Regions from separate parts of the Anas platyrhynchos genome. Here region 2 is linked to region 1. The links are chromatin contacts, called in public Hi-C maps. All regions are on one chromosome and are shown on one strand. The core of a region is the stretch at or near the end of the contact, and the rest is flanking DNA. Distances in the headings are between cores, read along the strand shown.

Region 1 (7,713 bases), core at 3,011-5,510:
GGATAGCCCAGTCCCCGCTCTTCTGTGGACTCACTGTGTTAAGAAACAAAGCAGAGACCTTCTTGAAACACTTGAAATGAAATTTTAATTGCCATATGATTTGGCTGATGTTCTTGGTGAGAATGAGTATCTCTTACGATGCTTAACTTCCTTGTTTTCCCTTGAATTATCCTTAACTATTATTCTGTCTTTACCTTCTGTCAACAGCTGGTGGGGCTGGTTTCATGTTAATCTCCTCGCGCTCTGTTTGTTTTTGTCACTTGATTTGTGATTCATTAAAATAATGAAGAGCAAGATTTTTGCAACTTTTTTTTTTCAACTTCAAATACATGTTTGTGGCACAGGATGCTGGGGTGTTCTCCCAAATACCTGGTGGTGAGATTTCTGAACTGCTAGAGTGACGATAGCCGTGAGTAGGCCCGGTGCCTTCTAGAACCCACCTAGCAAAGTTTCAGTGCAGATACTGGTTAGAAAGGGGGAATGTAACCTCCTGCTTTCTCTTCATGCTACCTCACACCGTTTCAAGAAGAGGACTCCCTACTCAGAAATAGATCAGGCTCTGTATTCCAGTTCCTTGTTGAGGGTATGTGAATTCATGCCACGTTCTCGTGCAGGCAGGAAGCAGTACCCTGTGCTTCATCAGCGGTGTGCCTTCTCAAAAATGCCATTTAATTGTTCTTCCACTAATCTTTCCAGATGCCTTCCTGACCATAAAGCATAAAGGTCGTAACTATTGTCCCAGCTAAAATAAGTGCATATGTTCTTTTTGCATAGTTTTGTTCAGTAGTCCTTGGCCATAAAATCCAAATAAATCCTGCTCGCTGTCATTAAATCTGCAGCAGGATTGTTCTGAAGTACAGTTTTATATTTGAAGTATTGAGAAATTCCATGGCAGTTTAACACAAAGAACATCTGAGAGAATCAAGTGCTGCAGGAATGCAGCATGGCTGAACTGCTAAACGGCACCTTTTTTGTCTCAACTGGATCAATTCTAATTATGGAATTGGTATGTATTTCCACAGGTGGGGGGAAAAAAAAGCTATCTTTTGATCAAGAATATAAACCTTTAAACTGATTTTTGCTTTTCAAAGTATTGGGAGCATAAGTACACCAGAAAAATGGACTTCCTGCAATGCTTGGTGCTTTTCAGCCCAAATAGGATTTACATGTGACATCTAGTGGTATGAAAAAGCACAATGAGACGTAATTAAACTTGGATAAATGACATGAAATTTCATGAGAGTATGTAGACCTCACTGGTGGAGAAGAAGCAATCACAATCCTGAGAATTTCAGTGAAAATATTCTGCTGACTGAAATGAGTTATCCTATGGAAAGCCAGATTGAAGTCTGTTTTTCTATTTTTAATAAGAAATTCTCAGTTGTCAGTATGGCTTCTGATAACTGTATACTATCAGTGAAATTCTTGCTCTCAGAATAATTGCAAGGAAGCTGAAAGGCTGTCTGCTTTACGCAAATGCATCAAGTGTTTCTGATGCCACTTTAGCTGAAATCTACGTGGCTGCTAGAAGCTTTAACTCAGTGCCCACAGACTTTTTTTGGTCTGTGTGGAATGAAGCAGCAAGTCCTACAAATACAGAATGATTTTTCTGATTGCTGTACTTCTAAGAAGAAAGTAAATGCTTGCTTGGTCCCTAGCCCAAAAAAATTTGCCTACTAGACAGTGTGGTTTCAAAGGAATAAAACAGTATCTGTCACCTTTGCAAGAAAGCCAAGTACAAACCAACTGCATAGAGAGGTATTCTGACCTCTGCTGTGTCTTTGCAACCATTAAATGTGGAATAGAAATTTAGCACTAAGCTCTGCTCATCTCTCCTGACCCGCTGCAAGTTTCATAAAGGGATGAAAACGAGTGAGTGAAGTCAGGATTGTCTTCAATCTCTTTTTTTTTTTTTTTTTTGACTGATCTGTGGTATTTAAAACATTTTTGCTCCTGCATTCTGTAGTATTTGGACATTAGGCTGAATTCACTGAAAGCCTGCTTAACCTCCTGTGACTGAGCCAAACAAGAGATGGGTGAGGGGTTGTTCAGTTGTTTAACCCACAGGTAAAAGTTCATGTGACAGGTGGTACCTTCGCTGAAGTTTTCTCAGGCGTAGATTGAACAGATGATGACATTTCTGTTAGAGTTGCTAAAATTATTTCTGCCTTCAAAGGCATATGTGAATATCACTGACATTAAAGAAGCATCATTTATTAGAGAAGGCTACGCACAACGCTATTCCTAATTCTTGTTCTTAAGTCACCCATGGCAGATAAATACCATCCAGAAGCAAAGCTGAAATATAATAATTCTACAGTTTTTACAGTTTTAAATAACAAACATTCTTTAGACAGAAGTGACTCAATTGACACAGTTCAGGCATGCACTGTGACAGGAGTGTGTTGTGGCACGGGGAGCTGTGAGCTCGAGTGCTTGCAGTGAAAGCCTCGAGGCAGGGCCGGCTGCTGCCAGCGCCTGCATTTCCCTCGTGTGTCCAGCGGCTGACTGCGTGTTCCAGCCAAAAATGTTGTCCGTTTGCTTTTGGAGAGCATAAAATATCTTCATCTCGAAGTGAAAAACAAACTTTTTTTTTTTTAATGCTGTTTTTGAGGGAATGAAGAAGGGGGGGATCATTAACGAAGGACAGCAGCAAAATCTGTCGCAGCCAACACGGGTAATTATCATTCTTTTTTGGCTTAATTTAGGGGATTTAAATTTAATCCCCATCCCTTCCTTTCTGCACCTAGCCCAAAAAGACAAGATCGCAAAACAAGTGGCTCCTCAGCTATCTGTGATGTCCAGGATAAATTTTACTCCTATTTATATTCTAGACCCTTCCTCTTATCATTACATTGATTGTTTGCCTGTACAAATAATAGTAGGATGGCGTTTAACACGTTTCAGCTTCTTTTAATGCTACTTAATAGTTGCAACCCAGGAGGACGTGTGACCTGCTAGTTCTTACAGGCCTTCTCTCTCTTAACTATTGATTCCCAGCACAGAGGTTAGGAGCTGATAACGTGTAATGTCTGCTCTTCATCCTAAATAGCATCGGTGAATTGCTGAGCGCTGCTAAATGGTTTTGTCTGTTTCTGAGCTGGCTGCGCTGTGCTGCGGGAGGGATTCGTTCCTCTGCACAGTTAGCTGGCTAAACCAAAGAAAGTTATTAAAACCTGAAAGCTGACATCCATCCTGTGGGAGGAAAAATGAGCTTAGCCTGCAGCGCAGCACGCTCCATTCCTTTTGGACAAAGCTGCTGGTACAGATTAATCTTTCCATTGCGCATCTCCGTGCTCGTCTGCTGAGGAAGGAGAAGGGGAGTGCTGACCCTGCTCCTGCAGTAAAGGCAGGCAAACGTGATCCATCCCTAGAAAAGCAGGTGAACCTGCAAGACAGGGATACTCAGGCCATGGGGTCAGCTGAAAAATGCGGCGATGGCCATCGATGCTCCCATTTCCCAACCACTAAGTGCACGGCAGGAGGTGTGGGACCTGGGGAGCTAGCATCGCTCATGTGTTGGGTTTTATGCCTTTTTTTTTTTTTTAATCGATATGATTTAAAGCACAGTTGGATGGGGAGACAGGATGTATAAAACCAGTTATGTTCTCAGAGTTATTTAACTACCTCATCCAAAAGGCTGAACTCTCTGTCTCCGAGGGCTGCTTTGCACTTAAGGGGGGCTGCCCTTTGCCTAACGAAGCTCTCTGTTTCCTGCAGCTGCTGTCACTCCGAGCAGAAGCCTCTCTTGCTTTCAGGGCATCAAAGCACGTTTCCGTGGTATGGAGAGGGGTCAGGTCAGTCACACAAATAAAGCTGCGGTGTTTGCAGGGTCCAACCCACAGCAGACCCCGTTATTGCAGGAGGAGGGACGAGCAGTAACTTGGGGTGGTCTAGAGCAGAAAGCTCAACGAGATAACAGTCTGCCACCACCACCAGCAGCGCTGGAGATGTACAAGTGATGGAGAGGGCAAGAGATCTTTACCAGATGCTCCCAGATGTGCAGTGAGTTAAAAGGTGTCAGCATCAGGTTTTAACAGTGGGAAAACCCTCACAGTGTTTCGAGATCAACCTGCAATGCTGGGTGCACAGATGCTGGACTTGGAGGCATCTACACACAATAGTCCTCGAATCCACACCTGCGTGTTTGGGTGCTGTGGATCAGCCCCAGCGTATCGGAGGAAACCCCGTCTGTCTGAGCTCACCCGGGGATCCGCTTACACCAGCAGAGCTGCGATCCTCAGCGCTTGTCACCCAGCTGCCCGCCCTGCGGGTGCTGCTTTTATTCTTAGCAGCAGCTAATCTCTGCTGTACCCTCACGTCCAGATATGGAGCACGCAGTTTTCTTCGCGGTGAGATTTATGTGGAACGAGAGACAAATGCTGAGCGCTTTGGCGGGCTTCCCCGTGGCTTCCTTGCTGCAAATTGTCGCTTTAAGATTCTTGGCTTGGCCACGCGGGTCTAAGTCTGTGATTGATAGGAGATTTCAGCCTGCCTGGGTGGATTAGAGATGCAGTGGGGCCCCACATAAGTGTCCCCTTAGCTCAGCTCAGTGGTGGCACATCAAGAGGCACGGAGTTGCCCTTTTGTACAAAAAATCCCACCTTTCCCTCTGTTGTCTGAAAGTTTCTCCTTCTTCTAACGTCCTTGAGGACTGACGGTGGCGTGCTGGTGTCAAGCTGTTAGAAAGTGCTGCCTTTCATGAATGCTGATGGGAGAAAACTAATTTGATGGATTTTTCTCATCATCTTCCCTTGTGCACGTGCCCATGCAGTCCTAAGCCTTAGAGCGACTCCTTGCATACAAAACACTTCTCTTCCTTTCCTCAGGCTTATTTCTCCTAGGTTTGCCTTGTGACCAGGAATCAAAAACCACTTTGATCCTGCAGTTCTCTGCTTTTGAGATTCACCAGATTACAGCAGGTAATGTACAAAAGGTTTAGGGTTTTAATATTTTTTTTTTACATGATCAGACAGCCTTTTATCTCCCTGTTGCAACCTCACTCTTCCCATAACATGTGAAATGACACAAAAGCCCAGGGGACCACAGAAGCTGCCTTCCTCCTGAGGACTGTCCCCCGGGTGAGGCAGCCTCCTGGGATGAATTTGTGCTTTCTGTCCGTCCTTGCAGCGGTGGCTGCTGCGGGATGGAGCCGTGCAGTGCGAGGAATGGGGAGTAGTATGGTTTGAGCTTGCCCACGGCTCGTTTTGGTAGTGGAATCCCTTCCCATCATTCATCCCGGAAAGGGTTTGCTGAAGGAGATCTGCTCACCAGCTCTTCCACTGAGAGCAGATCTGGCAGAAAGGATGGCAGCCTCTGCAGGGCCAGTGCTTTATTATTGTGCTCTCCAGTATCCTTCATTTAAAAATCTGCAAACAGAAAAGGAAGCCAAGGCTCCCCCCCTCTTCCTGCCCTCGCTGCACAACCCCTTTTTGCCACGCTAGGTGGTGGCAGCCTTGAGCTTTAAATGCTTTCAGATGTGAACCCAAAGCTCCTGGGTTTGTTTCCCCTTGTGTCAATCAGATACAATTAGCAGCACACAGAAAAGGAGATAAAATGCAAACAGAGGAAAAATAGTTTCCTTCTCAATGGCAGGGGGGTCTGTGCAAGACGGGGTTGGTTTTTCCTCCCCGCTTTTCACTCAAGTTGTGAGGTTGGGGCCAGGGGAGTCAGTTGGCTTCGCTTCTCAGCAGAGGATTTGTAATCTGGTGGGGAATGAGGAATCTTCCCCCTTGTCCTCGTTCGTCGTGGACAGAGCAAAAAATAGGATGCGAGCTAAAAATACTTTGGCATTTTGCTTGTGGTCTGCCTTATCTGGACGATCGCAGTGCTCAAGGGAGTCACATCGGTCTTTCACGAGCCAAGCGGGATGTGTGGCGGGGAGGTCCTGGCCCGCGGGGAAGATGCACTCAAGAAGGAGAGGAAGGGCCCTGCCAGGAGGCCAGCGGGTGAGCCTGGACTGGTTTCTGCACACTCATGTGAGCAGCTTCCATCTCCTTGCGGTCTCTAGGGCCAGGCATCATCTCCTCCTCTGCCTCCTTCCATGCTTGACCCCAACGGTGGGGGCAAAGCCAGAAACTAGAAAAATTCAGTATATGGTTGGTGGTTGGCTTCTGAACCTTCACACACGTCAGAAAGCAAAAGGAAAGTAAATTTCCAGCTTCTTCTAAAACACAAAAATGAAGTAGTTGTGGATGCCCCATCCCTGGAGGTGTTCAAGGCCAGGCTGGATGCAGCTTTGGGCAACATGGTCTGGTGGGAGGTGTCCCTGCCCATGGCAGGGGGTTGGAACCAGGTGGTTTTGAAGGTCCCTTCCAACCCAAACCATCCTATGACCTGGGACTCTCATCCAGACTGACAGCTGGGCTGGTGAAATTCAGGCTGTTGGGTGAAAAATACCAGATGGCTCCAACCATACTCCGTGATGCTGCTGGAAGGAAGTTGTGGGATCAGTGTTGATTTTTTCCAGGTTTAATCTGATTCTGAAGCGGGTCTTCTGGAGTGCAACTTGAACATACTTTCAGTCAAAACAAGGAGCTCTTGTTCTGGATCCCTTCCTAGGCAGGTCTCTGGGTTGAAATCAGACGGCAAGGTTGCCGCCCTTGTAGCTAAGCAGCACACGTAGATAACTGCTGCAAGGTTCATGCTGGGTGATTGAAATATCCCTAATTACATCACTCGCTATGTCCCTGTAAGTGCACAGAGGCACGGAGGAGCAGCCCCCTGGGCCCCTGCACGTTCTCCTTTACGCTAAGGACTTATGCGTGGCCAGGGTTTCATAAAACGCCTTCAGGGCATCTTGGGTGGAGCTCTGTCCCCTGTGAGGTTCCCGAATGATATCAGAGGAAAGAAATCTCGACATGTTTGTTCCCATGGGAAGGTGTTTGGGAGCAGTCAATTGCTAAATTAATTTCCTAAGCGTGGGATTGCGGGAACGGGAGAGCCCCCTCCTGCGGCCAGGTTGAAGCTGCCCTGTTCCTTAACTCCCATAAAGGCCACGTCCACGAGGGGCTACCAGCAGCCTTACTCTTCATCCTGAGCGTGTGTGAGTGGTGGCTGATGGGTGTGAGAGCTCACTGTTATTCCTGCCCACGCCAGCCTGCACCCGCAGGGATTTTCCTTCGCTCTGTTTGCACAAGAGGGACTTTTACAGGTCCCACACATCATAAAATATCTGCCGGCATCATGACCTGGTGATCAAACCTTCACAGAAGTCCTGTGCTTATCCATCCCCTCACCAGTCCATTCCCCCATGAGCAGCTTCACTGTCCCTTGACAACCGCAGCAAGGTGATGTGGCACAAAACCAAAGACGACAGCCCTCAGCCACGGTGCTCGGTGAGAACAAGCTGGGCCCCCTGGTGCTGCCATATCCTTCTAGGAGGGAAGTGGAGGTGCTGTGCAGGGCATGGCAGCAGGGGACAGCCCACGATGTCCCTTGGAAGTCCTGCTCCGGGCACTGGCAGCCTGGCTTGCTGCTCTCCTGCTTCTCCCCTTCATCATGCCACTGTTTCCCTGCTCCCTTTCTCCTTTTCTCCCCCTCTTTAAGGTTTAAGTGTTAATGCTCAGCTCCTCCTGGCAGCAGTTTTAGCAGGACCCACTGTGCCTGCCAAACTCCAGCAAAGGCAGGTTTCATCCAAGAAATGCTATTCCCAGGGATCTGGAAACCCAGAGCTGTGCACAGGCTCTGGCAGAAGGGAGAGAAAGTCGCTTG
Region 2 (7,713 bases), core at 2,739-5,238, 130 kb after region 1:
AAAGTGAGAAGACATTTTGCCATTCTGCAAAACAGCGTACGTACTACCACAGAACAGGAACAAATGGACGTTATTTCTAGTGCAGCATTTAGCACCATCTCTCTAAGCTACCCATGGCAACACTAGCAGTGTTCACGACCCCTGTAACGCTCTTCTTCCAAGTCAGATACACTGCTTCCTTCTGCTTCATGTTGAAATGTACTTTAAAACCAATCACGTAATGCAGAATGGTTCAAGTAACAGACAGGGCTACGGCCTGAACTGCTGACTCAATCCTATGCAACTATTTAGGGTGCCTGGGCTCCAAGGTCTAAAACTTGACATTCCCTCCTCCCCTTTTACCAACATCAGAGTCATGTCACTGGCATTTTTCTGGCAAGTGTCCAGTCCAGTTTTATTGTTCCAAACTTGTCTGTTTACAAACACCAAAATGCTGAGTCAACCAGGAAACCTACAGCTCTAGTTAAGTTCTTAAGGAATGGAAAACAACGTGTTCTCCTCAGACCCAGGGCATCTTCTGCAGTGAATGCAGAATACATAACTGCTTCTGCTCTCCCTCAACCCAGGAAGTGCATGAATACAAATATTAAAATTAAATTCATTACTTAATATCCAGAAACCTTTACCTCACACCCCAGTTAATTTAAAGCAACTTCTGCCAGTCACATTTCTAAGCTTGCTTAAATTGCTGCACCAGCATAAGTCAAAGGGTCCATATGCCAGTCCCAGAAATGGCTATAGTCCCTTACCAATCTGGTCCTTCTCAAAAGGCTCCTCTATCTCCTTCAGGTTGGCCAAAAGACGAATGTCGGTACAAATCTAGAAAAAAAGCCCAAGAAATTAACAAACAGAACCAAACCAACACTCACCAGTATATCTCCTGTCAGCGTTTGTGAAGAATCATTTACAATGGTGTCCAAGAAGACAACTGAGGAGGCAGTGAAAATTTGAGAAAAAAATTGACACTACAACCACAGCTCCTGGCCTATAAATCCCACAGTCAAGAAAGCATAATTAAAAGAGGGTGTCCACTGTATTAGAATACAACAGGACTCCAAGAAGGGCAAAGCTTTTCAGGGAATGTTAAAAGATACCAGGAGGGAACACTGAAAAACCATAACAAAAGTACAGCGGCTTGCAAATACAGATAACGTGTGCTCACTGAACCAGCCAGCTTACAAAACTGAAACAGAAAAACATACCACAGATCACTTTAGCCCAAGAGAAAGAGGTGGGAGGAAAGAGAGATAAATCAATGAAAAGAATCCACAGTGTAAGGAATGTTTCAGCGATTCGTGGCAATAGAGGGCTTGAAGGGTAAACCTGGAGTCTCTGGTATCTGGGGGGGTTCAGAATAACTGCTAACTATTGTGACTAGTGCGTGGGACACTAAGCAAGTCTCTGACACCCGGCCAAGATGGACAAAAGCGAAGGACAAGGAAAAAAGCCTGGGAGGAAGATTATGAGCCTTCAGCACGTGAGACCCCCAGAGGGACCACCAGAGAGTGATATGCCTGCGCCAGTGGGAGGGTTTGGGTTTCGGGAACTAATTATAATAACCCTGCCTTTTCTAGAAGTAGTGATGAATATGTATTAGCCTAGGAGCATAAAAACCAGCTGCCTGATGTAACGTGTGTGTGTGTGTTGGAGGAGCCCAGACTCCCTGCGCACCCACCAGTAAATCTTATAAAGCTAAACTGACCCGGAATTTATAACAATTTGGTGACCCTGACGTGATCCTCTTGGTCCCGAGGCTGCGAACGCCTAAGGGAGGCGTCCCCCACCCTTGTTTCGTTGTGGCCCTTTTCCAAGGGCAGTAGGGAGCCCAGCTGGATTACGAACAGAAGAGGCAAGTGAGGAACAAAGAGCTCTCCCCTCCTCTGGTTTACAGCCGTAACTCTGTGCACGAAGATCCGAACGAAGATTTATCGTTTGGTGAGTACGCCGCTGGGTCTGGCCGTGTGATGGTGTGTCGGGGTGTGATTGAGATGGGACTCAGTTCTGAAGCATGTGGAGGCCTTCTGACTGAAGTGTTTGTTCCAGGTATTCGTGGGTGAGATAACACTCACCAGACACCTTTAGATACAGGCACAGCCAGGAGTTTCTGAACTTTTTTTTGTATAAAAAGAAGTTCCAGGAATGGGTCAGGGACAAAGCAGATCCTCAGACTCGGGAGGTTCGAGGAGGGGCCTCTGGTTTAAAAAGGGGGAAAAATTACCAGATATTCTACCAGATAGTCCCTTAGGGCTAATGTTAAGATATTGGGATAATTTTAGAAGCACTAAACATAAGGATAAGGCAAGAAGGATTTGATTTTGTATGGTTAAATGGCCAAAAGAACCCTTAAGACCCCACGTATCCTGGCTGATGTTTGGGTCCATGGAGGACTGGGTTTATCAGGCATTGAATATTCACGTGAATAGCAGAACACCTGTGGATCTGGAAGAGAGCAAGTGTGCTGCAGCCTGGTTAAGACTAACAGAATCACCCACCACTTGTATATTTAATTTAATTGCATAAAAGGAGGATGAAGAAGATAAGGAGTGGGAGCCCCTTGATAATTTGCCTCCTCCATATAACCCACCTTCCCCAACTGCACCGACCCCCTAACCCAACCCCACCTGCCCAAAGGACAAGGAGGCAACAGAGAAACAGGGAAAGGGAGCAGGAAGGGGCTGAGGAGCAGAGGGGTTTATACCCATTGCTGGGGGTACCCTGGGGAGGTAACCAGGGAGGAACAGGCTTGTGACTGTGCCCCTCAATACATCAGATGTGAGAAATTTTTAAAAAGAAATGGGTAGTTTATTGAATGATCCTTGAGGGGCCACAGAGAGATTAGATCAATTCCTGGGACCTAAGACGTATAGGTGGGAAGAAACGCAGTCGATTTTGGGGATCCTCTTCACCACAGAGGAAAGGGGGACGATTAGACAAGTGGGAATGAGAATATGGGAACGACAAAATCAAGCTGGACTGCCCAGGGATACAAAATGGCCAAACGTGGACCCTAACTGGGACCACCAAACGGCAGCAGGGCAACAGGACATGAGAGATCTTAGAGCTATAATAAATCAAGGCATCAAGGAGGCAATACCAAGGGGACAGAATATTAATAAAGCTTTTAACGAACACCAAAAAAAGAGAGGAGTGGCTAGGAAGGTTAAGAAAAAGCCTCCTAGTGTACTCTGGCCTGGATCCAGATTCACCCGTGGGGGGGTGCTACTGAAAACTCTGTGGCAAAATCATGGGAGGACATACGAAAAAAGATAGAGAAACTGGATAACTGGCAAGACAGGGGCTTGGAGGAATTGTTATGAGAGGCTCAAAACATCTTTGTGAGGCGTGATGAAGAAAGACAGAAAGCCAAAGCAAAAATCTTTGTGGCTGCTGTCAGAGAAATCCAAAAAGGAGGAAAAAAAAAATAACATAAGAACCTTTTTTTTAAACCCATATAAAACTGTGATTAGCTTTCCAGGAGCTGGATCACCCCGAAAGCCTGAACGGTACCACAGGCCCACATCAACCCTGAGACCGGGCCCAGCCCCTCGAGTGAAGGCTCTTCCCACACCCTCAAGACTGGACGGCGCAGAAGGATAAGCAATGCTATACATCCTGGTATTATTTTTACAGGGGCAACTGAGCCATGGGCAAGAACGGAGGAATAACTTTTTCATTCTGGGGGAGGAAGTGGCCAAGGCCTTTAACCTGAGTAACTGCTGGGTTTGTGGAGGACCGGGGTGGGATGAAAGTTGGCCCTGGGTAGCTGGCCCGGTCGAACCCAAGTGGTGGGTTAGTAATTTGAGTGAAGTTCATAATGGGACACAGTTTTGGAAAGAGGAAGGAGGCCCGTGGCAATTGCACTCGTCAGATCGGGGTATGTACTGCCTAAACAGAACAGGAACGGTAGCGGTAGGAAAAAGCACTTGTAATTGGACACTGTCTCCCGGATATGATTGTGCTGATCCTGAATGTAGACCCATAAACTGTACAGCACGTAGTGGGCAATGGAACACCACACATGTCCAGCTGAGAAACGGGACTTGGCTGAAATGCTCATATAGGGAGTTTTTTGGATCTGGATGTGAAACCACAGAAAGAGCACAAGCTGAGGGACAATTTGACAGTCAGATCTTGAGCTGTCAGCATGATAACACCACTAGGGAACAGCACGTGGTAAGGGTCTACCGCTGGAGGTGGCAAGATGAGAATGGGAGACGAGTGTTCTTTAAGCATTTCTGGTCAGCTCATAATATGACAGGCCACCAAGGAAAACTTGATTGTAATTGTAAGTGGGAATCCGATGCGGGAGCTTGGAGGTGTACATATACAAGTAAAAAGGGGGCAGACGTTGTAACAGGACCACTCGGTGACAAGAACACTCTGTATTTTCACGCTCCAAAGAATAAAGAAGGATGGGATGGTCCTTTTCCAAATGGGACGTGGGCCCTAAAGGGACATTACTGGGTGTGTGGCAAATATGCCTACAAGAGGCTACCCAAAAACTGGTCAGGAATATGCTATGTGGGGTACATAAGACCCTTGTTCTTTCTATTGTCACAAATACAAGGAAATCATTTACAAGTAACATTATATGATGATGTGAATAGAGAGATACGATCTACTGATGCTTCCTTAGCCGGGGGTAGTGCCCAAAAATGGGGAGAGAATGAATGGCCTCCTGAAAGAATCATACAGCATTATGGACCAGCTACCTGGAACCCGAACGAGGTAGTATCTGGGGCCCAAGAACCTATTTATAATTTAAATCGAATAATTAGGTTGCAAACTGCCCTCGAAATTATAACCAGTCAAACAACGACGGATTTGGGTCTTTTGACTGATCGATTCACCCAGCTGAGGAATGCTATCTTTCAACACAGAATGGTTTTAGACTATTTACTAGCAGAGGACGGGGGAGCGTGTGGAAAGCTGAACGATTCTAATTGTTGTTTACAAATTGATGACAACGGAAAAGTGGTTAAACAGATAACAAAGGAAATTAGGAAATTAGCCCACGTCCCAGTACAAACTTGGAAGGGTATGGATTGGGATTTGTTTTCCTGGCTGCCCGGTAGACCATGGGTTAAACAGATGCTATTTTTATTTTTATGTGGTGTAATGATGTTATTATTTATACCTTGTATGATACCTTGCTTTACATTATTGATACGCCGAATAATAAATAGTAACCGATTTGTGATGACTTCGGTAGGGAAGAAAGGTGACATGTCAATAATGATGCTTAAGCAACGGAACCCCCAAGAACCGACTGATGAAATGCAGTTGTTACTGGCGAAAGTTGAAGAATAGATATGAATTGCGAATATTAAAAAGAAGATGAGGGATTGTTAGGAATGTTTCAGCAATTCATATCAATGGAGGGCTTGAAGGGTAAACCTGGAGTCTCTGATATCTGGGGGGGGGGCTCAGAATAACTGCTAACTATTGTGACTATTGCATGGGACACTACGCAAGTCTCTGACATCTGGCCAAGATGGACAAAGGAAAAGGACAACGAAAAAGCCTGGGAGGAAGACTACGAGCCTTCAGCACGAGAGACCACCAGAGGGACCACTGGAGACTGATAAGCATGCGTCAGTGGGAGGGTTTGGATTTTGGGAACTAATCATAATAACTCTGCCTTTTCTAGAAGTAGTAATGAATATGTATTAGCCTAGGAGCATAAAAACCAGCCACTTACTGTAACATGTGCGTGTGTGTGTGTGTTGGAGGAGCCCAGACTCCCCGCACACCTAACGCTGTTTACTTGCCTTTTATTGACCCCATAAATAAACCTTATAAAGCTAAATTGACTCGGAATTTATAACAACAGGGACAGGCAGAATAACACCATTACAAGAGAAGCAATTAATGGGGAGCAAGCAGTGAAATTTAAAAACTCATATACCACTAAGAAAGACATTTACTCTATTTGGATCGATTTAGCAAAGATTATACTAATATCTGGCATGGGAGTTGTTAATCCAACTTGAAATCTGCTCAGTAAACTTTTTTTTTTCCCCTTAACACTGGTCTTAAGATCTTTGAAGTCTGATGTCTACGCATGAACCCAGTGGTGAATTTACATGATCACAAAGAGAACAGCCAAACAGCTCATATTTCCTGAGGAAAGCATTTATCCCCACAGGCACCTTCTCTTGCACTTCTTCCTGGTGTGTACAGGTAGGGGGCTCACCTTGTGTACAGATGCTCCCAGGCTGGCCAGTACAGAGAGGATGTCAATATCCACCTTGCGACTGTAGGTCTGCCCCGTGACCATGTACGATCTAGAAATGAGCACAGAAGTTGAGTGTTCTGGACATTAAACCCTATTACAAGACTTTGAGCAAGGAGTGACAATGGCTTTTGAAGTGGGTGACAGCACTGTCAACCTGTCCCGATACCAAGTTTGGATTCAGGCCATCGATTTCTTGGAGCAGCATGCACGAGGAGAGAGAGAGAGCAGAGGAAAAACAGACAGCTGTGCTTGGACAGGGAGACAGCCAGAAGTGGCCTGCTTCGGAGGTGGAGTTTCCTCCAGGGGGCTGCAGGTGGGAATGGAGGACCACCAGGGGAGGTAAAGTCAGCAGCAGCACAATGTCAGTGTGGCAGCCAGTGGGATCTGGGCCAGCACGGGCAGCAAGAGTCAGACTTTGTTAAGAGCAAATTCGGGTTACTAAGCATTCTTGTTACATACCGCTTAAATCCTGCCTTTTCAGTCACTAATCTGTCCAGCTCTTCAACCTCAGGGGAGGGAAAAAAACAAAACAAAAGGACCTCAGAACGCAACAACTCAAAAAAAAAAAAGGTCAGCAACAGCAAAAGTGATCCTCTGCTCTTCTCAGTTTACCATCCACAAACCTCACACTTGCTGGGAAGTACCCCTCCCACAGATCTCTGCCAGTGGGCCCCACAGGGATCACAGTGCCCTTGTGACAGCAGAACCTCCACACTCCCGCAAACACAACAGCCTTGCAGAGGGGAGATTCCCAAGGCTGCCACGGGCTCTGTCTGACTTACTTTACTGTGGTCTCCCTCAAAGAGCTGCAGGAAGCTGGCTTGCGTGCCGGTGGTGCCTTTCACGCCCCGAAAGCGCAGGTTGTCCCGAGCCCGCTCCAGGTTCTGCAGGTCCATGCACAAGTCCTGGATCCACAAGCAGCAGCGTTTCCCCACGGTGGTGAGCTGTGCAGGTCTGAAAACAACCAAGAATAGGAGACAACTTGTTGACAATTTGCACAGTAACTCTGCAAGGACCATGTTTAGCTGCTGTTGAGACCCCTCTCTTTCATTCATCAGAGCAGGAGTTAAAAAGATCTGGCACATGCACACCACCAATAAGTGATACTGGAGGATATGATCATTCTTTTCAGGAATTAAATGTAGTTTCATCAAGAGAAAACAGTAATCGTAGTTGCTGTGCATGTTAAAAAGGGGATTAAGAAATAAGTGAGAATGGATATTTGAAGGCGCTTAACTACTAAAGCCTTCTATAGCTTCTTACAGAAAAAAGTGACTGCACAATGGTCAGAAAAAAAAAAATATATATTGTCTTTTTTTTTTTTCCAGAACTCTGTCAAAAGGAGAAGCCTCAGTCTGTACAAATAATATGGCTTCACAGGTCGACTTCCCAGGCTCCTTATTTCTGCTCCCAGCCACAGCTACCAGGGATCTGCCAGGAGATCCAGCTGCCTCTGCTGGCAGAGGGCACCCCCT

Evidence for each region. A called contact is a pair of places that touch in the nucleus more often than the background predicts.
Region 2: a Hi-C map of subcutaneous adipose tissue shows a contact between it and region 1, with 2.0 times the contacts expected there. The contact joins two enhancer-like sites. A contact is called at or near these places in 3 of 8 Hi-C or Micro-C datasets (skeletal muscle and subcutaneous adipose tissue).

The regions. Positions count from the first base shown.
Region 1 is chr1:53,220,776-53,228,488 of IASCAAS_PekinDuck_T2T, forward strand. It overlaps SLC25A17 (solute carrier family 25 member 17), which reads left to right. Exons shown (of 9, transcript XM_027451129.3): 9 at 1-296. Among named protein-coding and RNA genes, the nearest start is that of MRTFA, 13 kb to the right of the region's middle. Within about 2 kb of position 4,261, at least 2 of the 8 cell types and tissues checked have an H3K27ac peak or open chromatin away from gene starts, as enhancers often do.
Region 2 is chr1:53,355,868-53,363,580 of IASCAAS_PekinDuck_T2T, forward strand. ADSL (adenylosuccinate lyase) reads right to left here. Exons shown (of 13, transcript NM_001310389.1): 5 at 7,021-7,192; 6 at 6,698-6,744; 7 at 6,197-6,287; 8 at 750-819. It also overlaps LOC106020099. Among named protein-coding and RNA genes, the nearest start is that of SGSM3, 11 kb to the left of the region's middle. Within about 2 kb of position 3,989, at least 1 of the 8 cell types and tissues checked has an H3K27ac peak or open chromatin away from gene starts, as enhancers often do.